4 separate regions of the Zea mays genome follow, and all the other regions are linked to region 4. Evidence: chromatin contacts called from public Hi-C and HiChIP or PLAC-seq data. All regions are on one chromosome and are shown on one strand. The core of a region is the stretch at or near the end of the contact, and the rest is flanking DNA. Distances in the headings are between cores, read along the strand shown.

Evidence for each region. Hi-C and Micro-C count contacts between places; a contact is called where the count stands out from the background. HiChIP or PLAC-seq counts read pairs in DNA pulled down with a chosen protein or histone mark.
Region 1: a Hi-C map of tassel shows a contact between it and region 4, with 2.4 times the contacts expected there. The contact joins the promoter of LOC100191895 here to the promoter of LOC103632783 in region 4. A contact is called at or near these places in 3 of 25 Hi-C or Micro-C datasets (ear, leaf and tassel).
Region 2: a Hi-C map of leaf shows a contact between it and region 4, with 6 times the contacts expected there. The contact joins the promoter of LOC100275573 here to the promoter of LOC103632783 in region 4. A contact is called at or near these places in 3 of 25 Hi-C or Micro-C datasets (ear, endosperm and leaf).
Region 3: an H3K4me3 HiChIP or PLAC-seq map of leaf shows a contact between it and region 4, with 4 times the contacts expected there. The contact joins the promoter of LOC100277901 here to the promoter of LOC103632783 in region 4. A contact is called at or near these places in 7 of 25 Hi-C or Micro-C datasets (ear, endosperm, leaf and 1 more) and 1 of 3 datasets of contacts at active chromatin or transcription factors (leaf).

Annotation. Positions count from the first base shown.
Region 1 is chr7:122,846,679-122,853,240 of Zm-B73-REFERENCE-NAM-5.0, forward strand. It overlaps LOC100191895 (Eukaryotic aspartyl protease family protein), which reads left to right and starts at 3,372. Exons shown (of 2, transcript NM_001137319.1): 1 at 3,372-3,628; 2 at 4,288-5,706. The coding sequence starts at 3,445. The coding sequence ends at 5,606. LOC111589721 (a long non-coding RNA gene) reads left to right here and starts at 3,640. Exons shown (of 2, transcript XR_002748809.1): 1 at 3,640-3,758; 2 at 3,852-4,154.
Region 2 is chr7:122,686,788-122,693,327 of Zm-B73-REFERENCE-NAM-5.0, forward strand. It overlaps LOC100275573, which reads right to left and starts at 1,255. Exons shown (of 7, transcript NM_001371678.1): 1 at 1,068-1,255.
Region 3 is chr7:123,466,246-123,472,295 of Zm-B73-REFERENCE-NAM-5.0, forward strand. It overlaps LOC100277901, which reads right to left and starts at 1,683. Exons shown (of 1, transcript NM_001151348.2): 1 at 630-1,683. The coding sequence starts at 1,524. The coding sequence ends at 802. LOC100382354 reads left to right here and starts at 3,042. Exons shown (of 1, transcript NM_001175100.1): 1 at 3,042-3,961. The coding sequence starts at 3,103. The coding sequence ends at 3,636.
Region 4 is chr7:123,138,275-123,144,764 of Zm-B73-REFERENCE-NAM-5.0, forward strand. LOC103632783 reads right to left here and starts at 4,143. Exons shown (of 2, transcript XR_004851512.1): 1 at 3,838-4,143; 2 at 1,374-2,045. LOC100273014 (queuine tRNA-ribosyltransferase) reads left to right here and starts at 4,137. Exons shown (of 16, transcript NM_001147464.3): 1 at 4,137-4,381; 2 at 5,721-5,792. The coding sequence starts at 5,775.

The sequences.
Region 1 (6,562 bases), core at 2,122-4,621, 290 kb before region 4:
ATTTGGCTAAATAGGTTTTGGTGTTTGATGATCAACATAACATGTGGACTAATGTGTTTGCTAGTGTTTATGTTTATAGTTCACAGGATGCTAAAGTTACTTGGACTAAGGCATTGAGGAAAGCAACACTTCCAAAGAAGACATTATGAAGATCACAAGAAGATCAATAAGTATCAAGCAAAGTCCAAGAAACGAAGACAAGTGTTGCCACTGGCGGACTGTCCGGCTGAGAGCACTGGACTGTCCGGTGGCACACCGGACTGTCCAGTGCACCAGAGAAACAGTAGTCCAACAACTAGTATCAGGTGGCACTGGTGAAGAGAAGCCATCGAACTATCTAGTGTGACGTCCGGACTGTCCGGTGTAAAAGCCTGTAGTGCCAACGGTCACCTGCGGTGTCAGATCCAACGGCTAGGCGCACCGGACTGTCCGGTGACCCCACCGGATTGTCTGTTGTGTCGCAGAGAGCAGCAGCTTTTCTCCAACGGCTAGTTTTGTGTTGGGGCCTATAAATACCACCTCAACCGACCATTCCAAGATGTGGGAGCCCAAGCAACATACCAAGGCATATATTAGACATTTCCAAGTGCTCAGACACCCAAGTGCTTAATAGAATCACTCGGTGATTAGCGTAGATGCTTTGCGAAGTGCTTAGGTTAGTTAGACCGCTTTAGCGCTTGCTCTAGGTGAATCCTAGTTAGTTGAGTGAGTTTAGAAAAACCACACAACCCCTCGGCTCTTGCGCGAGCCATTGTAATTGTACCGAGTGGGGTGAGAGTATTGCGAGACCATGACAACCGCATTTGTGTCACGGCCACCACCGTGTCCCGGAGGGAACGAGGCCCGCGGCGTTTTGGCCGGAAACTTGATAGTGGAGACGGCGGGGAGCGTTCGAGAGGAGCCGAAAGCGGAGCACCACTTGTGCATGGAGAAGGCCCGCGGCTCTCTACGGAGTTACTCGACCATGGTGCTTGGCCCTCGTGTGGGCTTCCCTTTACGTAGGGGCACCAACGATGATTAGTTGGGACCTTGCGTGGTTCCGGATACCTCGGTAAACATACCGGCATCATCCACGAGAGTTTGCATCTCTACTCTGCTCTTTAGCTTCCGTATTTATATTAAGCAAAGTTTCAATCTTGTTTTTATACTTAGATTGTTTAGGATTGAAACTTAGACATTGCGGTAGAGATAGCAACACTTAGACAATGCTTAGTTTGCACATTCTAGTTTGATTATTTGCGTAGGTTTTGCTATAGGGATTTATTTGTGGCCTAGTTTAGAGAAAGTTTTAGAAGTCCTAATTGACCCCTCTTAGGCGTCACCTGTTTCCTTTAGTAGAATGTAAGTAACTCCGCCTATGTTGTCTCATCATATGTTGGCGCAGCATAGCCTGGTCCCAAATGTAGGTACGAGGAGGATGGTTGCGTCAGGCGTGACGAGCCAGCTATAAAAAAACTTAGCCACTCAAATGGAGATGAAATTCAATAGAAAACCGTTGGGGTGTAACCCTCTCAGCGACATGCCATATCGGAACTTGGGTATGGTTTTAAATGGGCAAGGGTCGTGTGTCGTGTCGTGATCTAGATGCGGCGTCAAGTGGGCAAGGATCGAGTCGTCGCTTCCTTAGTGGCGCGCTACATCAGGTGTAGTGACAAATGTGTAAGGGTCTTCGTATTTGTCTCAATAGGTGCGAGGGGTAAGGAAGCTAGTTGAGCAGACTATAATCCATGTAGGCAATTGGAACGTAGGGTCCCTTACAGGTAAGCTAAGAGAGTTACCTTGTACTTCAACGGGTACAAAGCAACAAAGATCAGTACAAGCTGTCTTCGCCCCGGGAGGGGTTGTTTATAATTGGAGAGGTACTTTGGTCGGGTACCTACAAGCTAAAGGACGAGAAAGACAGGACGCTCACCAACGTGTGGAATATCAAGCGACTACGACAATTCTACCCTTAACAAAGTCTCGACATTTGTAGCCATTCCTTTGTATTGTCCCCGACCCAGGGACGACGACCCCATGGATCGAGAAGCGGGGGCTGAGGAGAAGTCAATAACTTGACTGACCATCCTCAGAAAACACTGGATAACTTGTCCCTTGTCAAAACATTTACGTCCTTCCAATAGATATGGTCCCGCTAATACCTCTCCTTTTTTGTTTGCTCGACTAACGTAGGGCCACCCCCTCGGAACAAAAATCGAAGGGAACGAGAATCGAAGAAAATCGAAGCTGATAGTGATGATGGAGGGGTTGAAGATTACTACGATGACAATGTTTCGTCTATGGTCCTATCTTCCTTTCATTTTAAGAGCAAGGTTAATAATATAGCCTATAGCGAGTTTTATATTATTTTTATGCTATATATATAGCCAACTAAAAGTTTAGTTATATATAGAGAGAGCCATCGACATGATGCCACCTCTATAACATATTTGTATTTACCACCGGAATCAAGTACTCCAGGCGTGACTAAGCGACTAGTCCCGACGATCCCCCCATTACTCCGCCAGTTGCAACTTCACCAGGCGTGACTCCAGAGCATCACATGTGCTCGATCGAGGTCGTCTCGCTCTCGCCACGCACTGTTCGATCCGTTTGCTTGTTTGTTCGGAACCCAATTACTCCTACGCGCCGCGCGTATCAATCCTACTCCCAGTACTGCAGTGCAGTGCAACGCCACGGCCTGGGTCGTCTTCCTCCGCCTTCCTCTTGGCATCTTCTTCTCCGTGCTAGCTACAGTGTGCGCCGGACAAGGCTGCGTCGCTGACCACCACCCCCGCGCGCGCCTTGCCCTGCCGCAGACATTAATGCCACTTACGCCCGGTTTTCAATGCGTCCACCCACGCACTCTGATGACTAAACTCCTCCCCGCCTCTTTTTCCTCACCACAAGATACACGTCCCTCCTCCATGTCTACTGCTAGTACGTTTTTTTTTGGACGATCTACTGCTAGTACGTTGGTAGTAGTAGTGGTGGTAATAAAGAAACGTGTCAGCAGCGAGGGTCCGGCCGGCTCAGAGAGTCAGAGAGAGAAAACGGAGGTGTGCTAGGAGTGAGAGATCAGAGATGAGATGAGATGAGAGAGAAGGTCTGGGGAGCGTGCGTGTGTGTGCGCGCTGCGCTGTGAGCACTGTCTGGTGCTGCGGCCAAGCAAGAGGACATGCATGTGAAGCCCCCCCAATAATTCCTCTCCTCACCCACAGCCACAGGCCACAGCGAGAGCGAAGCGAGTACACCACCACACCCCACCCCCGACCCGACGGCCAGCCGCCAGCTGCTGCGCCTTTGTTCCCATGCGCCGCAACAAGCCTACCTCACCTATCACTTGCTCACGCCACCGAGAATCTTTCACCCTCCTCCTCCTCCCATCCTGACCTCTCTCTCTCTCTCCTCTTCTCCCTCCCTCCCGTGAGTGAGTGAGCTGGAGCCAAGCTAGCCGAGCGAGTGATGGCATGGGGAGCTTGCACTGCTGTGGCAGCTGCTCTCCTGCTGCTCCTCCTCCTCGCCGCCGCCGCAGCAGGTGGTAATGGCGGCGTGCATTGCCTTGACCTTGACCTTGAGGAGGGGAGGCGGCACCACCTGAGCAGGAGAGCCTTGCAAGGGAGGCAGAGGCGGCACCACCTGAGGTCGAGTAAGTTCCTTCCCTCATCACCCGCGTTCCGTCTCCCCGCCCCGTTTCTCCGGTGTTCTTGGATGGAAGAAGAGGAGGGTTGGGGCCGGGTGGGTGGGACACCAGAAAGATTCAGCTAGTCCGTCCCAACGTACGTACGCACATGCTTCTGTCCCCAACCAGCAGCAATGGCAATAATCTGCCTCTGTTCATAACCATAGATTGTTTTCTCTTCTCGGTGAAGCGTCACAGATTCTCCCTGCTCGCTTCCGTTCTGCAAATGGGTTGTATTTGGAAATCGTGCAAGCGCTAATAATGTCAGAAGAAGAAGGAGAGAAGAAGAAGAAAAGAGCTTAAATGGAAAGCAACACGCGCTCGTCTTGCCATGGAAATGGTAGGGCTGCAGGAGGAATGGCGATGCGATTTCCATGGTGTTTTTTCAGTTTTTCGGGGTCAGGGCTCTGCCACTGCCAGAAGTAGCACGTCCCAAGTACTTTTCAATGTGGATGGGTTACATAAACAACTATAAGAATAGTAAATTACTAAATTTCCATGTGGTGGGTGGTGACACCATCACAGATTTTTGAGCTGCTTGCTCAAGCGTAGAAAGAGTGAGAGAAAGGGGGAGAAAGAGAAGAGGTGTCCAGTCCGCTGACTCCCGGTTTGCTTGCGATGTTCAGGGGCGGTGGGTGGCGCCACGGTGCTCGAGCTGAGGCACCACAGCTTCAGCCCTGCGCCGGCCAACAGCAGGGAGGAGGAGGCGGACGCTCTCCTGTCCACCGACGCCGCGCGCGTCTCGTCGCTGCAAGGGCGCATAGAGCACTACCGGCTGACGACGACCAGCTCGTCGGCCGAGGTGGCGGTGACGGCGTCCAAGGCGCAGGTGCCCGTCAGCTCGGGCGCGAGGCTCCGGACGCTGAACTACGTGGCCACCGTGGGGCTGGGCGGCGGCGAGGCGACGGTGATCGTGGACACGGCCAGCGAGCTGACGTGGGTGCAGTGCGCGCCGTGCGAGTCGTGCCACGACCAGCAGGGCCCGCTGTTCGACCCGTCCTCGTCGCCGTCCTACGCCGCGGTGCCGTGCGACTCCCCCTCCTGCGACGCGCTGCAGCAGCAGCTGGCCACGGGCGCGGGCGCGGGCGCGCCGCCGTGCGACGCCGGGCGGCCGGCGGCCTGCAGCTACGCGCTCAGCTACCGCGACGGCTCCTACTCCCGCGGCGTGCTGGCGCACGACAGGCTGAGCCTGGCCGGGGAGGTCATCGACGGCTTCGTGTTCGGGTGCGGCACCAGCAACCAGGGCCCGCCGTTCGGCGGCACGTCGGGCCTCATGGGGCTCGGCCGCAGCCAGCTCTCGCTCGTGTCGCAGACCGTGGACCAGTTCGGCGGCGTGTTCTCCTACTGCCTCCCGCTCAGCAGGGAGTCCGACGCGTCGGGCTCGCTGGTGCTGGGCGACGACCCGTCGGCGTACCGCAACTCGACCCCGGTCGTGTACACCTCGATGGTGTCCAACTCCGACCCGCTGCTCCAGGGGCCCTTCTACCTGGTGAACCTGACCGGGATCACGGTCGGCGGCCAGGAGGTGGAGTCCACGGGCTTCTCGGCCAGGGCGATCGTCGACTCGGGCACCGTGATCACCAGCCTCGTGCCGTCGGTCTACAACGCCGTCAGGGCCGAGTTCATGAGCCAGCTCGCGGAGTACCCGCAGGCGCCAGGGTTCTCCATCCTCGACACCTGCTTCAACATGACCGGGCTCAAGGAAGTCCAGGTGCCCAGCCTGACTCTCGTGTTCGACGGCGGCGCGGAGGTGGAGGTGGACTCCGGCGGCGTGCTCTACTTCGTCAGCAGCGACTCCTCACAGGTGTGCCTGGCCGTGGCCTCCCTGAAATCCGAGGACGAGACCTCCATCATCGGCAACTACCAGCAGAAGAACCTGAGGGTCGTCTTCGACACCTCGGCGTCTCAGGTTGGTTTCGCGCAGGAGACGTGTGGTTATATTTGACTTTGACTCGGATTGGGATTGGGATTGGGATGCAGCGGGCGGCCATGGGCTCTATATATGTGAATACCTTTATACTTACTTGCAGATTTGTTTCGAGATTACCCCTGGTGATTGGCAAATGGTAACAAGGTGTTCAGTTGTTGGCAAATGAACAAGCACTGCTCGCGGTTACCTTTTTTTTTTTTTTTACCCTGGCTTCCCGCCGTTTCTCTGTGCTTCATCCGAGATCAATTTGCGCTGCAGGGAACCCAATGGGGATTCTTTCTGCGTTTACCTTCTAACCAAATCTGTAGGCAATACGACTGAGCAATTGCTAACTGAACCCTGCCGCAGAAGACGTCCATACAACCGGGTGGCTGCTACGGTGCTATGCTAACTACCACAGAGATTAGTGAAACGTATTCGAATCTCCATGAATTATAGGTGTACAAGGCACTGCAAAGCTTTCTCGGAACTGAAAAGGCGATGAGGCGTCCTTTTAGTCTTTGTTTGATTATTCTAGTATTTATTCAATCAACATATATTGAGATGGATTATGGTGTAAAATAAATTAATTTATACTTCAATCCATCTCAACACATGTGGATTATGGTGAATACTAGATTGCACAAACAAAATCTTAGTGCTCGTTCGGTTGCATCTAAATAGGAGAGAATTAGAGGAGGTTAAATCACTTCTTAGCCAAAATTAAGTAGAAGGGGATTTAATCTCCTTATAGCGTGTTCGGTTTGAGAGTGATGGGGGAATTAAATCCTCTCTAATCACCCTCAATCCACCCTAACTGTGGAGGAGATTTATATAAATTTGTATAGAAGAGAATTTAATCCCCTTCGTTCCCTCTTGATCCACCTCTAATCTAACACGGCCTTAATCTCCTCCTATCCCGACCGAACCAAACATGGCCTTAGTGACCAGAGTTCAGACGCCCTCCACGGCCTTTCCATTTGAAGACAACT
Region 2 (6,540 bases), core at 5-2,504, 450 kb before region 4:
ACAAAGCACATAAACATTATTCGTGGAGATTCTGATGGTTTTAGAACAGACAGGACAATGCACATGCATGTGAGACGAATCAGTTTCCTAATAATTTCTCGCCAGAAGCAGCATGGGAAACAGGGACATTTTTTAATACTTGCCACTTATGAGCTATGCACATGCATCAAGGATATGCCCGCCATGACAGAGACAAGGGAAAAATATGACGGTGGAGTGGTGGACATAGACACATAGTACCAGCTAAACCGCCAGACTTCACTTGACGTTGCCGAGAATTCACTTGGACAAAATCGAATAATAATGCTAAAAATCGTTGTACCCAAAGATAGCGCACATGCTATCTGCAAAGTTGGGCGAATAAAACAATAGTTCCTTGAAAATTCAGACAGCAAGAGCACATTAAGTGCAGGGTGATTTAGTTTGGAATTCAGGATCTACCGTTGGGTTTTGGTATATGTTCGTTTAATTTTTTTTAAAGAAATAGCTAATGTGCTAGTGCGAAGCACCTAGTCTTTAAAAAACGCACTGCGGAGTAATTAAGCTTCCAAATTACCGAAGACACAAAGCACGAAGAAAAAAACAAATGTCGCAATTGGCAAGATTAACCTGCTAAACAGACAAGCTCGAGCCGTGTTCCAACGAACGAAATCACGAGTCACTCCATGCCAAAGTTCTCGGTACTCAACCGGTAAGACCCACCCAATCCGCAGCGAGAATCCCAAGTGGCATAGCGGAACCATTTCAGGGGGCGCCGAAGAACCCGAGGAGGAGCGGCCGGATTCACCGGAGGAGTAGCAGGAAGCGATCCAGAATTCCAAAACCACCTGGTCCCGCCGAGTTCGCGATCAACGGTAAGCCTGCCCAGTCAACTCTCCCACCCGCACACCCCGATCAAATGCCCCCCACACCCGGCGGGCAAGCTAGGCCATCCTGCTCCCCCAGCTCAAATCGAGGAAAAGGAAAAAAAAAAAACGGCGTGTCGAATATAGATCGGCGCTACGCACCAACCAGGTCCTAAACTCTAGTTCCGGAACTCAGCCAGCAAGCGCCAGAAACCTCCTTACCTCGAGCGCGCGGCCCAGCGGCGATCGCGCGGAGATCCCGAGCCGGTGAGGCCCTTAAATCCGCCGCCGCCGCGCCTTCAGCCTCGCAGCGCCGCCCGCCGGGTCGTGGGATCTCTTCGGACACGCCACGCGGACGGCGCGGTATCCCCGCGTTTCCGGTTTGGAGCTGGAGGAGGGGCAGAGGGGCGGGTGCGCGGCGTGGGGAGTGCAGCTGGTGGAGGTGGAGGAGGGAGGACGGTTGCCGCGGGCGGCAGGGAAGTAGAGAATTAAGAGGAACTCCCAACAGGCAACAGAGCTCGGTATCCTCTCCCAGCTGGGTTATCTAGATATAATTATCTTTTATTCTAAATTTCAAAAAAACAATAGCATTTTTCAGAATATAAATAAGATATATAAAGTATAATAAAGTAAAACTATAGAAATTAGTTTTTATATAAATAATTCTGTAAATAAAAATTTAGAGAATAAAAATTTAGGGCTCTCGTTCATGCTCAAGTGGAGGTCGCCGAGTTAAGGGCGACCAAACGGCTCTAATTGCGCCTCTCTTGTTAAGCTACCGAGCGGTTTTCCACTACGTGTCCCCTGGCGCGTGCACCCCGAGCGTGCGTTAGGCTTGAATGCCTGCCTGTCTGCGCCATGGCCATGGCCCTGTTTGTTTCGGCTTCTGGCAGCTTCTGGCCACCAAAAGCTACTGCGGACTGCCAAACGCTCAGCTTTTCAGCCAGTTTCTATAAAATTCGTTCGGACAAAAACTATCCAAAATCAACATAAACACATAATCGGTTGAGTCGTTGTAATAGTAGGAATCCGTCACTTTCTAGATCCTGAGTCATATGAACAACTTTATCTTTCTCCACACATAATCGTAATGATACTCAGATTCTCTCCACAGCCAGATTCTCCTCACAGCCAGATTTTCAGAAAAGCTGGTCAGAAAAAAGCTGAACCAAATAGGCCCCATGGCGGACCTGGAAAAGCCTGTGCAGCAGGGTGCAGGAAAGCTGGAAAAGGTCAATTCCCGGCCGAACGTTTCGCTGGTGCAAAAAGCAAATGGGCAGCCCTCGGCTTCGTTCAGCGGAACCGATCAAAGTTGCTGGATTAGCTCATCTGATCTTTGGACCGAAAGCAGATGTGCACGCGCAGGCCCGGGTCATTGCCGGCGCCGCCGCGCATGCCACGCCACGGTGCAGTGCAACGCAGGTAGCTCCCAGTCGCAGGCCTGAACAGTTGACCTAATCCCTCAAAGATATACATAAAAGTCGTGTTTCCAGGTGTTTGTTTTCGTTGAACGTTTCTTCAAGCCTTAACCCCGAGCTATCCAGGGCGTATAGTATAGCGTCCAGGAATAGCAGCCCTCGTAGCGAAAATTCCCGGTCAAACGCAAGCTCCAATCCACATGCATAAACTAGGTAAACCATCGACCAAAGCTGTCAACGATTACAAATTGAAGCTTATTCAACCTTCGCAATCACAACCACACTATTTTGAAAAGGCTTACTTACGTATTTGGGGCTAGTTTGAGAACTCAAATTCTCTTCATCACAGAAGATGATTAAAAAAGAAATTAGTTCACGACTAATATTTTGAAACGGATAGAGTATAATTTATTGGTGAAGTTTTTTTATGACCGATAAATATGCATGTGCGTTGTGGCGGGGCCAATACGTCTTGGTCACATATAAGACTAGGAGAATGCATATGCATTTTGGGGATAAGAAATGGGTTTGAAGAAACCATTTGCTTGGAATCCGACTCTATAGTGTCGCTAAACATGACATGATTTGTTGTAACTGATATGAGTATAAATCCTGAGAGGCATAATTACATACACAATAGGAAAGGGCACTTCCGACGTCATCAGCACCATACGTCGGATGTTTTATTTATTTTCGATGGCTTCTCTGCCAGTCGTCGGAGTTAAAGTTTGTGTTCGACGACTGCTAGACAAGCCGTCGAGGATAAGTAATTTTAAGGAACGAAGCTCGACCGTGCCATTTCACTTTCGCACGCACGCCTCTCTCGCTCTCGCTCATGTCTCGCTCGACAGCGCCGCCGTCACTCTGGTCACCATCGCCGCTCCACCTCGTTTGTGCCCCTGCTGCGTCTTCTCCGGCCCCTTCCGCCTCTACGACACCTGCCGCCTACGCTCACACTTGCCACCGTTGCCTCCGTCGTTTGTGTCCGCGCACACGTGCCGCTGCGTAAGTACTCTTGATCTTGTGATGTTTGCTAGTAGTTTTTTATGTAGAAATAAATGATTTATATGTTAAATAATATTTAGTATGTTATGTCCGACAAGCAAAAATTCGATTATCTAATTACATTAGCTTGATTTAGTTTATTTAGGCGTGTGTAGATGATTGATTTGACTGTTGTGATAGGAGACACGAGAATGCATGGTGATAGACCGTGAAATACTCCTCCGGTCTAAAATATAATTTGTTTTAGACTAAATATATATTAAATAACATATGTCTATATTTATTATCATCATTTATTTGAATGTGGGCGGAAAAAAAATAGAAGGTCAGAAAGAACTGCATTTTGGAACCGATGGGGGTAAAAAAAGAGACGAAAGATATTATTCCTCTTTAATATTAATTAATATTAAGTGTAGACATCGAGTGTAGATAGATACGGACATAAATGACTATAGGCTTGTTTGGATGTACGGGAAGTCCAAAGATTTTTTTTCCTGGCAAGAGAGAGTCGCGAGAGGTTGTTTGTCCACTTGGAATCACAAGAGCGAGGAAAAACACGAGGAACAAGATTTGAGTGTAGTCTGTTTGGTTCATTGTATAACTTATCATATTTTATTTAACTTATTTTATTTAACTTTTTTGTTTAAAGTTAGTTTTTTTAATTTAAACGACTAATCTTAGACAAAGTGTGACACAGTTAGTCACAAAACCAAAACAGATCATAAGTGGGTGTTTAAATGCACTAGAACTAAGGTATTGTTTGGTTCACCCAGTGGAGCGGTAATGTAAATGTAATCGGGTCCCGTTGCTAGTGATTACTGTGTAACGATTGACGTCTTTTGTTTGGTTGCCAGTCGTAGGGTAGGGGTATCCGATTGCAAGGGGTTCAGAGCGGTATTGACTTTGTATAGAGTGGTATCTAATTACGCCGTGACCGGATCACTAGAGGATCGAAACAAACACGAAGCAATGGAATACAATACGATCCGTAATCGAGTACTATTACAATATCTTGAACCAAACGCCGCCTAATAGTTAGCTGCCAATATTAGCTGAGACATCCAAACAGTCTAGCTAATAGTTCATCTATTATCTACTTTTAGTAAATTAACTACTAGTTAGCTAGCTAGCTATCTGTTAGCTAGCTAATTTAATTAGAAACCCTTGGGAAAATGAAAATCCGTTGGTAAAATGAGGTTTGCAAATTAGCCCTAACTATGAGCTCTAGTGCCTAAATATCTGCGTGCTCTTGGCAAATAATCCCGGAGCAGACAGACAGCAGTACAGTACTCGCTCAAGGCTGAAGCAGTGAAGCCCAACAACCGCATTCAAATTTGCGCACGCTCGCCTCGGACGTCGTCTGGCCGTTCTCTCCCGCCACCACCACCACCGTACCATCTACCATACGTGCCCCGCACCCGCAACCGAAAAGCGGGACCCCGTGGAGGCGTCCACGTTCGTCGGGGGCCCCCCAGCGCGCGGTCGCCAACCGCCACGTTGCCCCGCGGCGCGGCGTCCCCCAGCCCCATCACCAGCACAGCAGCGCGGGCACCGCCGTGGTCCGTAGGAGGGACGGCCGACGGCGGCCCCCACACCGCGCGGTCCCGCCGTTTGCCGGGCGCTTCCGTGTCCCGCCTCCGCGACCGCGAGCGGCCGAGCGCACATGGGGCGTGGCGTGGCGTGGCGTCTGGGGCGCACCCACCGACGCAGACGCAGACGCAGCCGGGAGCCGGCCTCGGGGCACGTTCTCGAACGGTTCGCGGTCGCGGCCTTCTGGCCTCCCGAGCCCCGCCGCGCGCGCAACGATGTCGTTCTTTTTTTTTTTTTTTGAGGACAAGCGCCCTGCGACTCTTGTGACGGAACGGGACAGCGACGACGACATGCGAGGTGCGTGCGGCGGGAGGGGAGCAAATCTGGCATGTGGCCTGTATCAGGGGGGCTGATTCGACTCGGAGTCATCATCAACCGGGGAGCTCCAAGTGACCAAGTAGCAGGGCAAATTGCCCACTGGCGTGATTGCTTTTTTTTTGTTTTGCAGTGGAGGGGTCGAGGAACGAACGCGCGACAGAGGTCACGAATCACGAAGATCATCGATTTGTCCAGGATCTAGGAGGATTATCCGTGATGCAATGCAACCATGCATGATCGCACCAGTGGTGGCTCCTTTTTTTATTTTTTTTGCCTTTTTTATTATTTAAGCTGAATGCTTATGACCAACTCCTCCTCATCCAGTACGCCATATACTGTATGATGTACGGGTGCATGCAGAAATGAATTAGAGCAGAAGCAACGTGCGCAACACTATGATTACGTGTGCTCATAATGGACGAATGCATGCTCCTCTAGCTTAGCGACGTTTCTTTAACGGAATGGGGTACCGCGCGCGGCGCGACACAGTAAACAAATCGATCACGAAGGCCGCAGGCAATCATCGTACGTTCCCGCCGCCGGCCGGTCGACCTCGACGCCACGACGTGCTACGCGTGCGTGCGTCTGCCGGCCGCTTCGCCAGTCGTCGTCACCGTCGTAGCTACCAGTCCAAGTACTCTAGTTACTTCCTTTTATGGGCTCCTTAGAGTCTATTTGGTTTGAGGAATGAAGTGATCCATCTTCTTCTCACTCCACACTTTTTTATTTGGTTTGTGAAATAGAATAAGTTGATCCATCACCACCTCATTTTTCATAAGCTAATAATTAGTATATACATAAGAAGTGAGTTGATTCTACCAAAATTGATGGAATGAACTTATGATGCATCACCTCATGAAACATAGAGTGACTCCATAAACCAAACACACTATTATGGAGTGTTTGGTTTGAGGAATCATTCCATCCAAAATGAAGTGGTGCATCGTGAGTTCATTCCTCAAATTTGGTGAGATGACTTTATTCCACATATTAGTACTAATTAACTAACTATGAGGAATGAGATGGTGATGGATCAACTCATTCCATTCCACAAACCAAACAAAAAGGACAGAAGTAAGAAGATGATAGATTAGCTCATTTCTCAAACCAAACACCCCATTAGTTTTTTGCTAGCTCTTTCAGCTATGATGGCTCTAGGCTGCTCCGAGTACTTCCTTGTCAGGTGTTACGAATATATAGGATATATATAGTTAGCCATGGAAAAACGCTGCAAATGCAAATATAAAGTCTATCAGAACTAGTTTCACATTTTTAGTATTTTTATGCAAGTTTATATGAAATTTACAAAATCACTGGTTTTAAAGAAAAAGAGAAAACGATTAAAAAGGTAAAAGGTATCCAGG
Region 3 (6,050 bases), core at 433-2,932, 330 kb after region 4:
TTCTGATTCTTCACTGACGAAGATTTTGTTAAAAACTATCCAGTTTGCTTATCCACGCTGAACCACTTGCAAATTGCGGCATTTGGAATTCTATGTTGTGTTGACACTAAAATTCACAACAGAAATGAGTGAATTCGTAGTTTGAATAACATTGCTTACCTCTGACGAGGACTTAGATCTATTTGCACAAGCTGGGGGCGCAGTTGCAGTAGCAGGGCATTGCGACGAAGTACCCATCTTGCTTTATGAAGGATGGCAAAAGGTGAAAATGCTGGCTATTCAGACCAGCCTGCTTGCTTTATGAAAGTTTGAGAGAGTAACACGCTCACATGCTGACGAGATGGGGTCTGCTCCGGTGTGCGAATTTTAGCATAGATGTATTTTCGTAGCTCTGAATCTTATGCCTATAGTACAGAGACAACATATTGCGCTTGCGAAGAAGGATAGGTCACATGACTAAGAACCAAATGATGTCGTTATCTCTCTGATGCCACTCTCTCTGAAGAAAAAAAGATCCAGCTAACATCATGTGATTGACTACATGGAAGAAGATGTATATAGTAGATGACGTACTTATACGATCTCCAACAACTTATCCATTCATATCTCTTATTTTAAACCACATTCCATAAAAAGTGTAGTCTATAATGAAAAACAGTATCTTGAACAGCTATATAGGAAATGCTTTGAGGAGAGAGAGAGAGTACAGTTCTTTGTCCACAGTTGGTAACGTGTACTTATTTATGTATATGGATGGATACACAGAAAGAGAAGAGAACATCAGAGCTCAGAGAACATTGTTCAGTCATGTTTATTTGCCACATGCCCAGAACCAGAGCCGTAGCCGTAGCCGTGTCCCTCGCCGTAGCCTGAGCCTGAACCTTCTCCGTATCCTCTTCCTGAACCCTCACCGTATCCAGATCCTTGGCCATGACCGGAGCCGTAACCTTCACCGTAGCCGGATCCTGATCCTTGGCCAGAGCCGGAACCGGAGCCTTCGCCGTAGCCGGATCCTGATCCTTGGCCAGAGCCGGAACCGGAGCCTTCGCCGTAGCCAGATCCTCGACCGGATCCACTTCCCTGACCGTATCCCGAGCCAGACCCAGAACCCTGTCCCTGGCCCGACCCATGCCCTTCGCCATATCCAGACCCTTGCCCTTGCCCGTACCCTGAACCCGAACCCGCTCCGGACCCAGCTCCTGAACCCGCACCAGAGCCAGAGCCAGAGCCGGCGCCGGCGCCAGATCCAGCATACGATCCTGCACCAGAGCCCGCACTGGACCCGGAACCTGAGGCCGAGCCGGAGCCGGAGCCGGAGCCAGACGCCGAGCCAGAGCCAGAGCCACCGGCACCACCACCACCGCCTATGCCAATGCTAATCCCAGCACCGATCCCGATGCCTGCCCCGCTGCCACCGCCGAGGTCGATGCCCAGGTCCTTCCGAGAAACGCGGCCCTCGGACGTGAGAACGAGGGCGGCAAGCACGGCGACAAGGAAAGCGGTCATGGTCGGGGCTCGAGGCATCCTCCTGAGTCCTGACCTTCCTTTCCTCTAGGAGAGGCCGGAACAACAATGCACCTATGCAGACTGTGTGCTGCTTTCTATGGGTTCAGTGGTGTATGTTCACAGGAGCATGCGCTCTGTATCTTCTTCTTCCAGCTCCGGGACTCTCCTGCTGGTGCTCCAGAGCGCAGCAAGCGCAGTGGCGTTTATAGGACCCAAAAGCAGGGGTTGGGGGTTCACGTATAGAAATACTCATAGTTTTTTTTTCTTTTTTGGCTCACGAAAGGCGAAACTTGTGGTCGTGGTGTGGCCATTGGACGGCTGAATTCAGAGTGGTGCAGTTGATATCTTCATCTTGTTAGAGTATAGTAAGTGGAGTAAGGACGGCGCAAAAGGAGATATGGGGCTGCTGAACACTGTAGGAATGAAGAGGACGCACTGTGCTGTGATGGAACAGATACCGCTCGAAGATTCTGGATGCATGTATGATCGAAGTGGAAGCTTACCTGTAAGCCTTATCGGCATACTGCTTGTCCTCTTCTTCCTACTTCGTGCTATAGCCTATGTATCAACACCTCAGCGTGATGTTGCCCACTTGGAGATCCAGCTAGCGCTAGACGACCCCTACGCTTAATTGATCTTGCACTACTAGCCCCCGGCCGGCACTGGTCTCAGCGTGTGAATGAACTGCAGTCGGAGGCTGAAATAGAACCTGCAGACGATGAAGCACTTGATCCGGCACTTGAACTACTTCCAGAGGACCACGCCCTGAAGCTAGCTTTCCGATCCCAAGTCCATTCCTCCATCATGTCTTGTTTTGTTGATCTGTGTATTATATTGCCTGCGAACAGTTTGCTATGTCCTGTGCGATACAGACTTGCTTGGGCAAACCCACGGTTGTTCGATCGTATTCGTATCATCAGGAGCTCGACCAGGACGATGCGCGCGTGTTCGCTCTGGAGCCTCCGTGCGTGTGCGTCGGACGTGTGGCTGCGAGCTGTGCCTTTACTTTGATGAGCACAGTGTGAGTTTTAGCTAGAACAGTGGCGGCCTGCCGCGCGTGCTCGCGAACATGCCATGCCTCCAGTGCAGTGGGCGGCTGGTTTTGTCGCTGCCGGCCCTTTTTGCATGCGACGTAAAGTGGTTGTTAGGCCTTATTCTCGTATTCACCTTAATCTAAGTATTGGAGTGGATTGAAGTGTAAATTAACTTAAATTACACCACATTCAACCCCTTCTCCCAAACAAAGCCCTAAACTGGGAGCAAATTACGGGGGAAATTTTGCCAATCAGCTGCATGCGCCTCCAGCTCGATCTGTCCGCCTGCCGCCCTCGCTGAATCCAAAGTCAATCCCAGCGACTTCGAACGACATCGCCACTGAACTGACTGCTCACTGAAACCATCTTGCCTAACTTCAGGCGGACTCGATCGGGATCAGGACCCAAGCATCACATCGATCACGCAACAAACGCCGGCCACACACCTTCCCGCAGACGACGTAGTACGTGCAGCTTTCAGCGCACTCCCCCCCGTCATCACAACCACTCCGCGCACTCGCGTCGCGCGCCTTTTCGGCACAGCGGCAGCACTGCTCCATCCATGATCGCTCCCCAACACCACGGTCGCCCACGCCCACATGATCGCGCGCGCTTTGCGGTACGTCTCGCGGCCAAAGCTGTCGTCCCCCGTCGGTTCCTCTTGGCGCCGCGCATCATGCGCGCCGGCTCCTATATAATATATAAGCGATCGAGCAGCACGCCAGCGGCTTTCTGCACCGCACCGGTGAGCCCAAGTGTCCGAGACTTCGAGCGCGCGTGGTCGTCTGCGGATCGAGTTCGAGGTGGTGGGATCGATGGCAGGAGGCGGCGGCAGGGGCGCTGCGGCTGCGGCTGCGAGCGCTCTAGCGCTGGCGGCTCTGGTGTGCTCGCTGTCCTGCGGCCTCGCGCAGGGCCGCGTGGCGAGGAAGAGCCTCGGCATCGGCCTGGGCGGCGGCGGTGGCGGCGGAGGCGACGGGCTGGGCCTCGGGCTTGGACTGGGCCTCGGCGTCGGCGCAGGTACCGGAGGAGTGTCGGTGTCTGGGTCTGGCTCTGGGTCTGGGTCGGCGCCTGTGGTGGGATCTACCTCAGGGTCTAGGTCTGGGTCTATATCCGTTGGAGGGGCCAGCTCGTCCGCCGGATCGAGTGCCGGATCGTCCGCGGGCTCCACTGGGTCGGCGGCCGGCTCTTCTGCGGGCTCTGGCGGCGGGCAAGGGTACGGGCAGGGCGGTGGGAGCGGGTCGGGATCTGTGTATGGGGAGGGTAGTGGGTCGGGCAATGGGTTGGTGGGTATAGGGACTGGCCAGGGGTATGGTCATGGTTCTAACTTCGGTGGAAATCCTTGAAGTCATAAAATGTTTGTATTGTATGGCGCGGTGTGGTGTATTTTGTTCTATAACAGTGGAATATACTATCTTTTCTTTTGGTTCTTTTCTTTTATGTAGGTGTTCTATATTTTCTCTATTCCAAATTATAAGTTATTTCGAATTTTTTAGATTCAATATAGAGCGCAAAATTATAAAGGTTTATGGCATTAAATAAGTATGGTATATAAATATAATTAACTAAAAATCTAATGTTAATTATTTAGTTAAATTAATGCTTTTACTCTTCGTAACTTTAATCGGATGGAGAGGTACATATACATATGACTGACGTGTGTAAACGAAAGGATTTGTGTTTGGTATTTCAAGATTTTATTAGGTAGTAATTCACTGTCTTGTCTCAAGTTATTGTGAGTAGGAAATACATGCTTGCAGTTAAAGCATCTCCTGTTATGTTCATTTTTACTGGGACGACTCTACAAACTATGTATTTGACTACATTCAGAACACAGGAATAGGGAAGAAATTTACTCACATTTTATTTTTTTATCTAGTGTAATTTAACATGCGATGATAGGTCCCATGTTTTGCTAACCGGTAAAACGGGCCGGTGTGGGTGCCATGTTCTTATACACATGGTAAACAATTATTTATTCTATGAATGATGACGTCCAGCCAGATTTACAAAAAAATCTCGAATTATCCAATATCAAGTCTAGCTCTAAATTTCTACTGGGCACTATTTCTTTTTTACCATCTCAATTAGGCGCGTACCAAGTCTCCTACCTATCATGGTACTCTAATTGTCGCCGCTGCTTTTGTGTGCCTGCATTTAGCATGTTATTGTGGCTACTTAGCTCCAACGTTTGCTCAATAGAGGTATATACGTAGAAAAACAATGAAAGAATGAGGTCTGATGGTGCAAAAAAAAACGGTTTGCATGGAGCGAAATCGAATGGTTTCGAATGACGGAGGAGCACGAAACATTGAAACAACCGCCACCCCGGCCCGTCCCCGCTCAAAAAAAAAAAAAAAAAACTGTCAAGTTGGGCTTCGGCCATAGCGCAGAATCTTTCCATGGGCCAGATTTCACCGTGACTCTCTAAAGGATGCCGTGCAGTTTCTCGTTCGGGACGAAGGAAAGGATGAAGCACCTGTTTGGTTTGCTCTCTACCAGAGGGAGGAAAAGAAAGAACAGGTGGCCAACGTCACATCTTACAATCAGTAGAGCCCCGAATAGACAGATTCCGCGTTATGCAGGCAGGATCACTGTGTTTACACGTAGGAGCTGTTTGGTTCGTGGCTAAATGTGCCACACTTTACTTAAAAGTAGTCGTTCGAATTGAAGAATTAGGGTCAGTTTGGTTTCTAACGCGCGGCGCCGCGCCGCGCCTAAGCTGCGGCGGTCGAATTCGGCTGCCACAGCTGCAGCAGCAGAAGTGTGGCAGGAGGTGGCAGTTTAGGCGTAATATCAAACAGGCTCTTAACCTTAAACAGAAAAGTTAGACAAAGTATGGCAAGTTAGGCATCAAACTAAACAGGTCCGTAGTATGCCTGTGTGCACCCGTATCGCTCTGCCCCTCGTTCCGTACAGCCAGCGTTCTCGTCATCATCGTCGTCGTTGTTGTCCGCCCGGCCCGGGATCACGAGACTACGCGTAAGATGGATCCGCACTCCATCATACTCATCACAGGCGTAAGTCACGAACTGACGATGCAGGGTAGAGGAGAAAAACGTACGAGAGGATACCTTGTACTTTTACAGCGCGTGGATGGCAGATACCTATACCGTCACTTTCGTTCGTCTTCTCAGCTCCGGCGGTTCGTGTCGTGTGTGTTTGTGCCTGCAGGTCGTTATCAACTTGAAGACCGCCAACGTTCATTGACAGCGACTCCAACGCGTGAACTGATAAAAAAAAAATCTTGCATCCATTGCACTCAAACACCCGCCCTGCTACGGAGGTTATCATCCGAACACACGTTTAAGAGACGAAAACGAAACGAAGCCAAGTCTGCGTTCCCGGCCGGTCAATACGCTTGCGCGTGCACTCGTCCCCTCGGCCCTCCTGTGCAGGGCCGCCTCCATTTTCCATCCCAACCGTTCCAACTCCCCCACCCAAAAAGCCCACGAACTTTCGACGGTTCCTTCCTCCCTCCCTCCCGCTCCAACCAAGGCCTACATATACGCC
Region 4 (6,490 bases), core at 2,893-5,392:
GCTCTCAGTTGGAGACATCATCTGACCCCGCCTCTTTCTTGTTGTCCCACCCTTCGAGGAGATCGATATTTGACAACGTACACACGACTTGATTCGGTCAGGAAGAACTTAGTTGTATGTTTGCTTCTCTACTTTGAACTTGTATGTTATATCCATAGATATTGAACTTGAATTTTATGCAACTATAGTTTTTACCGTCTTGCTTGATTTTGTAATGTGTTTTTTGGCCCCCATGAATTTTGGTCCTGCGTCCGCCACTGGTTAGCCCCAAATTTCTGGAGTAGGAGGTATAGGTTCGAGTGCTCACTCTACACTATTATATAATTATTGTTTATTCCTAAACATTAAGATACATGTGGTCTGATGTTAGCTGCGTGGGCAAAGTCGGGTGCTGGATAGGTGTTGTGGTCCACAGGAAGCGTTGGGCATAGGACCCACAAGGCACAACCCCGAGGCGGGTGTCAGCGCGGAGGGTAAAGCCGTGGTAGCACCAGATATCCACATTAAATTATTAATAGAGTATATAGATATATATAGAATAGATTTCTGAACATAGTATTGGTATAGTGCCATATTCTACGTTACCGGAATAAAATGCGAAAAAAACTCTAATTCTTATGATATGTTTGATTTGTGGCTAACTATGTCATACTTTGACTAAGATTAGTCGTTCGAATTGAAGTTAGTCAGATGGAATTGGTGGTCTTCTACGAAGTTAGTCAGATGGAACTGGTGGTCTTCTACGTTCACCTTGCTTCAAGCTGAAGCTGGGAGAGGGGCAGAGAGAGAGAGGGAGGGCCGGTCGGGCGGATGGATGTTGTTGCTCTGCTGCAGCCTGCGCTGCCTGCGGTGGCTCCTTTGGCGGCGTACTTCGACACTGGCTGCTGAGCGTAACCGCGCGGGGCGCCGGTTGCCGGCCGCCGGCCGCTGGGGCTGACACAGTCGCGTCGCATTTGAGCGAAGCTAGGAGGGGCGACCGGGCGTGGGGGAGAGCCGGAGAGGTGCTGCTGTGCCGCCAGTCTGCGCTGCCGGTCGCCGCAGCTGCCGCTTTCGGTGCGAGCGACGGACGGACGGGAGCACGGAGCATCGGAAAATATCGATTGTTTCTGCCTTTCTGTTAATGGCAACGACGGTTGCGTAGGTTAGCAATGGTGCAAGCGTGTAATCCAGCTTCTTGGACCTTTAGATTCTGATACAATCCTAGAGCATTTTTGGTAGGGCTTTAGCTTTTATAAAAACGGCTTTGGCTTTAGCTTTGACTCTGTTTTCTCTGTGTGAGCAGCTTTTTCAGGAGAGCTAAAACTATTATAAAGAACCATTTGGCAAGATAGCTTCTATGCTGTTTTGCAAAATAGAACTTGTACGTTGCCTAATTACTTTTCAGACATTTTTTTTGCACAGCATGAACAGACAAGTACAGAAATATGCAAAGGTCACGTATCAGTCACGGATCAAGAAAAGAAAAATCCTGCAATGGAAAATATACGACTCTATGGAAAATATAGGACCACACCATGGAGATTATTACACGTCTCTAACTGGAAAAATCTATTCTAATACACCTACGATCATGCCCTTGGTATGCAGTGATTGGCCATGAATATGCTATCAGGGACTTCAGCCAGACAAGCTAGTAAGGTAATTGGAATCGCTGAAGGCCTGTTCGCCGATGAAGCCGTGAAGGGGATCACATGCGTACCAGCCGAAGATGGGGATCGACAGGTCCCTGCGTCTGCGGTCATCGCCGGCGCGAGGGAGACTTCACCCGTCGGAGATGCGGCTCTGGACGACATCGCCGGAACCTGTGGTGCAATGCCTCGGCCGTGACTGCTAGGTGTCGGCACGAGGAAGCTTGAACGGAAGGGCGCTGCTACTCGCCGAGACCCGAGAGGACTGTGCCGCGAACCCTCCACGCCCGCCGCCGCTATCTCCCACGACGAAGGTCTCTGGTCGCTCTCCTTCGACGCCGGGGTCGCTGCCGTGCGCAGCCATCGATGGAGCTTGTCTTCTCCGTGCGCCTGTACGTGAGAATGGGAACAAGGCGACTGTGTGTTCGCAACAGAAGAAAAGAAAGATTGTGTTCATATCTGATTGATTTTGGTGGGTGGGATTATGTGCAAAAATAACATAATCTGAAACCCATAATATGGAGAGATTATAATCTGAAACAAACTGGGTCCAAGTCAATTTTTTTTGACTTCACCATTTCAATACAAAAGAGAGAAGTGTTTTTTAAACAAAAGTCATTTCCTAAAATACTGTTTGGTACAACTTATGCGAAAAAAAGTGAAGCCAGCCCTTCCAATAAGGTCTTTCCAATAAGATCCTTAAGAGATATTTGTTTAGGATTATATAATCTAGACATATTATAATTTTAAACAAACACCAATTTAGTTACATATTTAGCTTTTAAATACCTTATCAGCTTGCGCAATTTAGAAAATCGTTAATGCTAAATGTGTAACTAATGTGCGAGAAAGCTCGCTTGCACGCTTGTACCTAAGACTTGCTTTGTATAACACTCATTACCAATGGAGACAATTTCTTTGAAGCCAATATAAAAAATTTGAATCCTAGATTAACTAGGGGTGGGCACTTTTTTACCATAAACCGAACCGAATTTTTGGTTTTCTCGGTAGTTCGGTTCGGTTTCAGTTTTTGTATATAAGAAGTTCGTTTTTCGGTATCGTAATCGGTTTTCACCGTATACCGAACCGAAATAACAAAAAAACCGAATACCAAACTTTATCAATTCTCATATTTGACTATTAGATTATGTGAACTAAATGTGTGATACAATTAAATTATTATTCACTTATTTGTATGTGATGTATGATATATCTCTAAATATTTGTGCCTATATAATTTTTATTTTTTAAAATTATGTGTAATCTATCATGTAAACTTGCTGTATGTATTGCCTTGAGTATAAGTTTGGTATTCGGTTTTTACCGAAAAACCGAAGTAAAAAACCGAAACCGAATTTCTCAGTTTTTCATTTTCTAGAAAACCGATCGGTTTCTAATGTATGAAGAACCAAAGTTTTTTAAAACCGAAAAACCGAACCGAAGTTTAGAAAAAAAAAACTGAATGCCCAGCCCTAAGATTAACCATCAGAAAGCTTGTTATGGCTCATGTGCCATTAGACAACATTTTTTTTGGCCTTAGCACCACTGCCGTTAACTTTGTTAGTCAAAGTTGTCGTTATAGATGGAGACAGAGTTAGCATTTATCTCAAATATTGATTTATCTATGAGTAATATTCACCGAGTAAAAATAGACATGCACCCAATAGAAAAATAAGCCCAACAACTAAGCCTAACTCTCTAAACCCTTTTAAGCATTTATCCACCCAACCTAGGTAGCTAGCCACCAGCCGCGCCGTCCACCCCATCCAAGTGCCACTTTGTTTTTGTTGTTTTGCATGGTTAAACAATGTTTTTTTGTTAGATATTAGATTTTTTTGTGATATATTGTTATTAGGTGTCGTGTAGTTGTTAATATTCTATAAAATATAATATAATCATATTTTCTATTGAAGATAGGGATCTATTGAGACCTAATACTTGAAGAGGATGGGCATAAGATGAATCCTATATCTATGATGAGTATAAGTATGAGAATAAAGATAGATATAACTTCATGAGGATGGATATAATTGTCTAAACCCAGCGAGAAATTTCATATTAAGGATTAGTTTGTGAGCTAAAATACCTGAGGGATTGGAGGGAGAAAATCACTTTCTTATTTAAAATTGAATAAGAAGAAATTTTTTGCCCCTATAATTCGTCTGATTTTGTGAGTTCCAAACTAGCCTTTAACATTTCTAACACTTACCGTGATTTTGGGTTTGCTGTACACGGTCCAAGCGCAGACTCCTCTCCCAGGCCGCCGCACAGACTCTCTCCCACGCCGCCCTCCATCAACGGTGGCCTCCATCCAACGCCGTCGCAGCGCTTGCTCGCCCCGCTCTGCCAGGCCCCTGCACTCGCGCGTCACGCTTCCTCAGCGTTGCCACAGATCTCGCTCTGCCTAGCGCGCTCAACCCGCTGTGGGCACCTCGGCCGCCGGTGCACGTAGGGGCGGAGGGCCCAGTATTGCCTGGACAATACCTTGGGCCGGCCCACTAAAAGATTAGAGAATAGGGTTTACATGTGACCGTGTCTCCGTAAGCGCCGTCTGTCCGTCCGACCGTCCCCGCGTCGGCGCGTCCCGCACACCGCGCTCCCGCTCGGCCGCTCCTGCCTGCGCGCTGCAGCAGCTCGGCTGCTCGCGGTCGCTTGTCCCGTGCGCCCGGCGGCCGGCTGCTTGCCCCGCCGACCTATTCGGCTGCTTCCTGCTTGAGTGCTTGTCCCATCCGGCGGCCCGGCTGCTTCTGCTTGTGAGTTTGTCCCGCGCTTGCACGGCTGCTTGTCCCGCTCTGCACTTGATTTCCACCGCGATAAAGGTGTTCTATGAACCACCTGCAGAACTACTGAAGGACTCAGAGGTTCTGGGCAAGCATGTTTGTTGCGTTGGGTGCTTGTGCATTTGTTCTGATTCCAGTAGAATATTTCCTATTCGGATTAGCTGCTGGGAAGCTTCTGGAGCGCGTACGATCACTTGATTTTCAAAACGATCAAAGTTTAATTTGTTCTCTAAGTTTGATGTGGATAAGCTTGCTCGACTCGCGGATATATATCCTGATGATTTTTCTTTTAATGATTGCAAGACTATAAAAGATTAGATAAGAACTTTTATTATTCATGTACGAAGAATTGAAGAGTACAAAGCTTATTGTGATCTTGCTACAAATTGTTTTAAACTATGTCATAATTTTTTTTAAACTGTGTCATAATTTTTTTTCTTCGTTGCGTCAGCAACACTTAAATTTTTTGGCGTCCTCCGCCACTGTGCACGGCCGGCACTTTCTAGGTGCAGTGTTGGCCCTCCCTCTCCCACATCCGATTGAAGCTTCAAGTGCAAGCTGGTTAATAGGGGTAAAAACGGTGCTGTACTAAGGTTAGACTGTTAAATAAATAACAGTGAGTTAATCTAGCGAGAAACATTTAGCTATTGATAATTAAAAGTATTTTAGCTATTGACAATGTAGGAGCATCTGCAAGTGACTCTTCATTTTTACCTCTCTATTTAACTTTCTATTTCTTTTTTCATAAAGATTACATTTTATATGTAGCATTTCACTCCAACATGCCATATATCTAGTTTCGCTAGTTAGAGTGGCTAGCCAAATTTGACTAGTTAGGGGATCAATTTGAAAAGTTAGATAGATTGACGGGTTAGATGATTAATCTGTTGAAAAGTTGTTTTGCTGTTGAGTATTTAAAATTTAAATTAACAAATCATTTAGCTAGTCTATTGAAGATGCTATAAACGAGCGGCAATGTACCGGTCGACCCAAATAAGCAAATTTGCCCAGCTCCGGGCCCAACTGAGTCCAAACGTCCAAGTGGACGCGAACCACTCTTCTGAACCCTAAACCCTCGCGCTTTCGCCTCCCATACCGCCGAAACTGACAACCCATGACCACCTCGCTTCCCCTCCTTCCTCGTCCTCTTTGGTTGGACTGAGGTGTGGATTCATCCATCGCTGGTGAGGACGCCGGGCTTGTTTTTGTTGTTTTTTCCCTTTCTCTTTTCGTTTATCGATTTTGTGGGTCTTCAAATTCAATGTATTGTTTATTGGATTGGCGCTTCAGTTTGTGGCGGGTTTATTTTCAGGTTCGCTTAGTATCAATCCAGGCTCTGATTTGGTGGCTGAAGCTCTGTTTCTCCATGGCGCTTCGTTTCGAGGTGAGTCGATGCTTCTGTTTGTGTGTTTTATTTTGACTTTTGAGTGTGTGTTCGATTCGCTCAGATGAGAAGATAACCTTGCTGTCCCATTGTCGCGGCTTCCCCCAAGCTGATTGGTCGAAGTTCGTTAGTGTCATGTTGCTAAAGCGAATAAGCTTCGTTGATAAGCCGTTGGTGGAATATCTGATTCTGTATTGGTAGATATTTATTTATTTCTTATTCATACTAGCTTCTGCTTCTACAGAGTCGCGGTTAAGCTAATAATGTTTTGTAGTAAGGTTGCATGATCCTAGGATAGACACGTGTTGTTCAGAAATCTTCTCTGCTCTTTTCTTTTTAGAGAACTAGAATTGTTTCCCCATGTATATAGTTGATTGTTGCACATACTGAAAAAAGGAAACTCAGTGTCAGGAGGCATAAGTAGGATGTGGGGAAGACATAAACTAAGGCAAACCTTACTCACAAATGCAGTGAGGCTTTTAATCCGCAAATGCACATACTGTAGGGAATAATTTAAAGTTCAGTATTCTTACACTTCAGTATTTTATTATTTCAGAAGTGAAGTTTTAGTGGTCCATATCACAGGAAAAGGATAAACAATAAAAAGTCAGAGTAGTGTGCCACATATAAATGCCACATGGCACATGCTTTCAGAGTGGCATGGTATATATGAGCTGGTGTCAGTGGCTGTCCCCAAT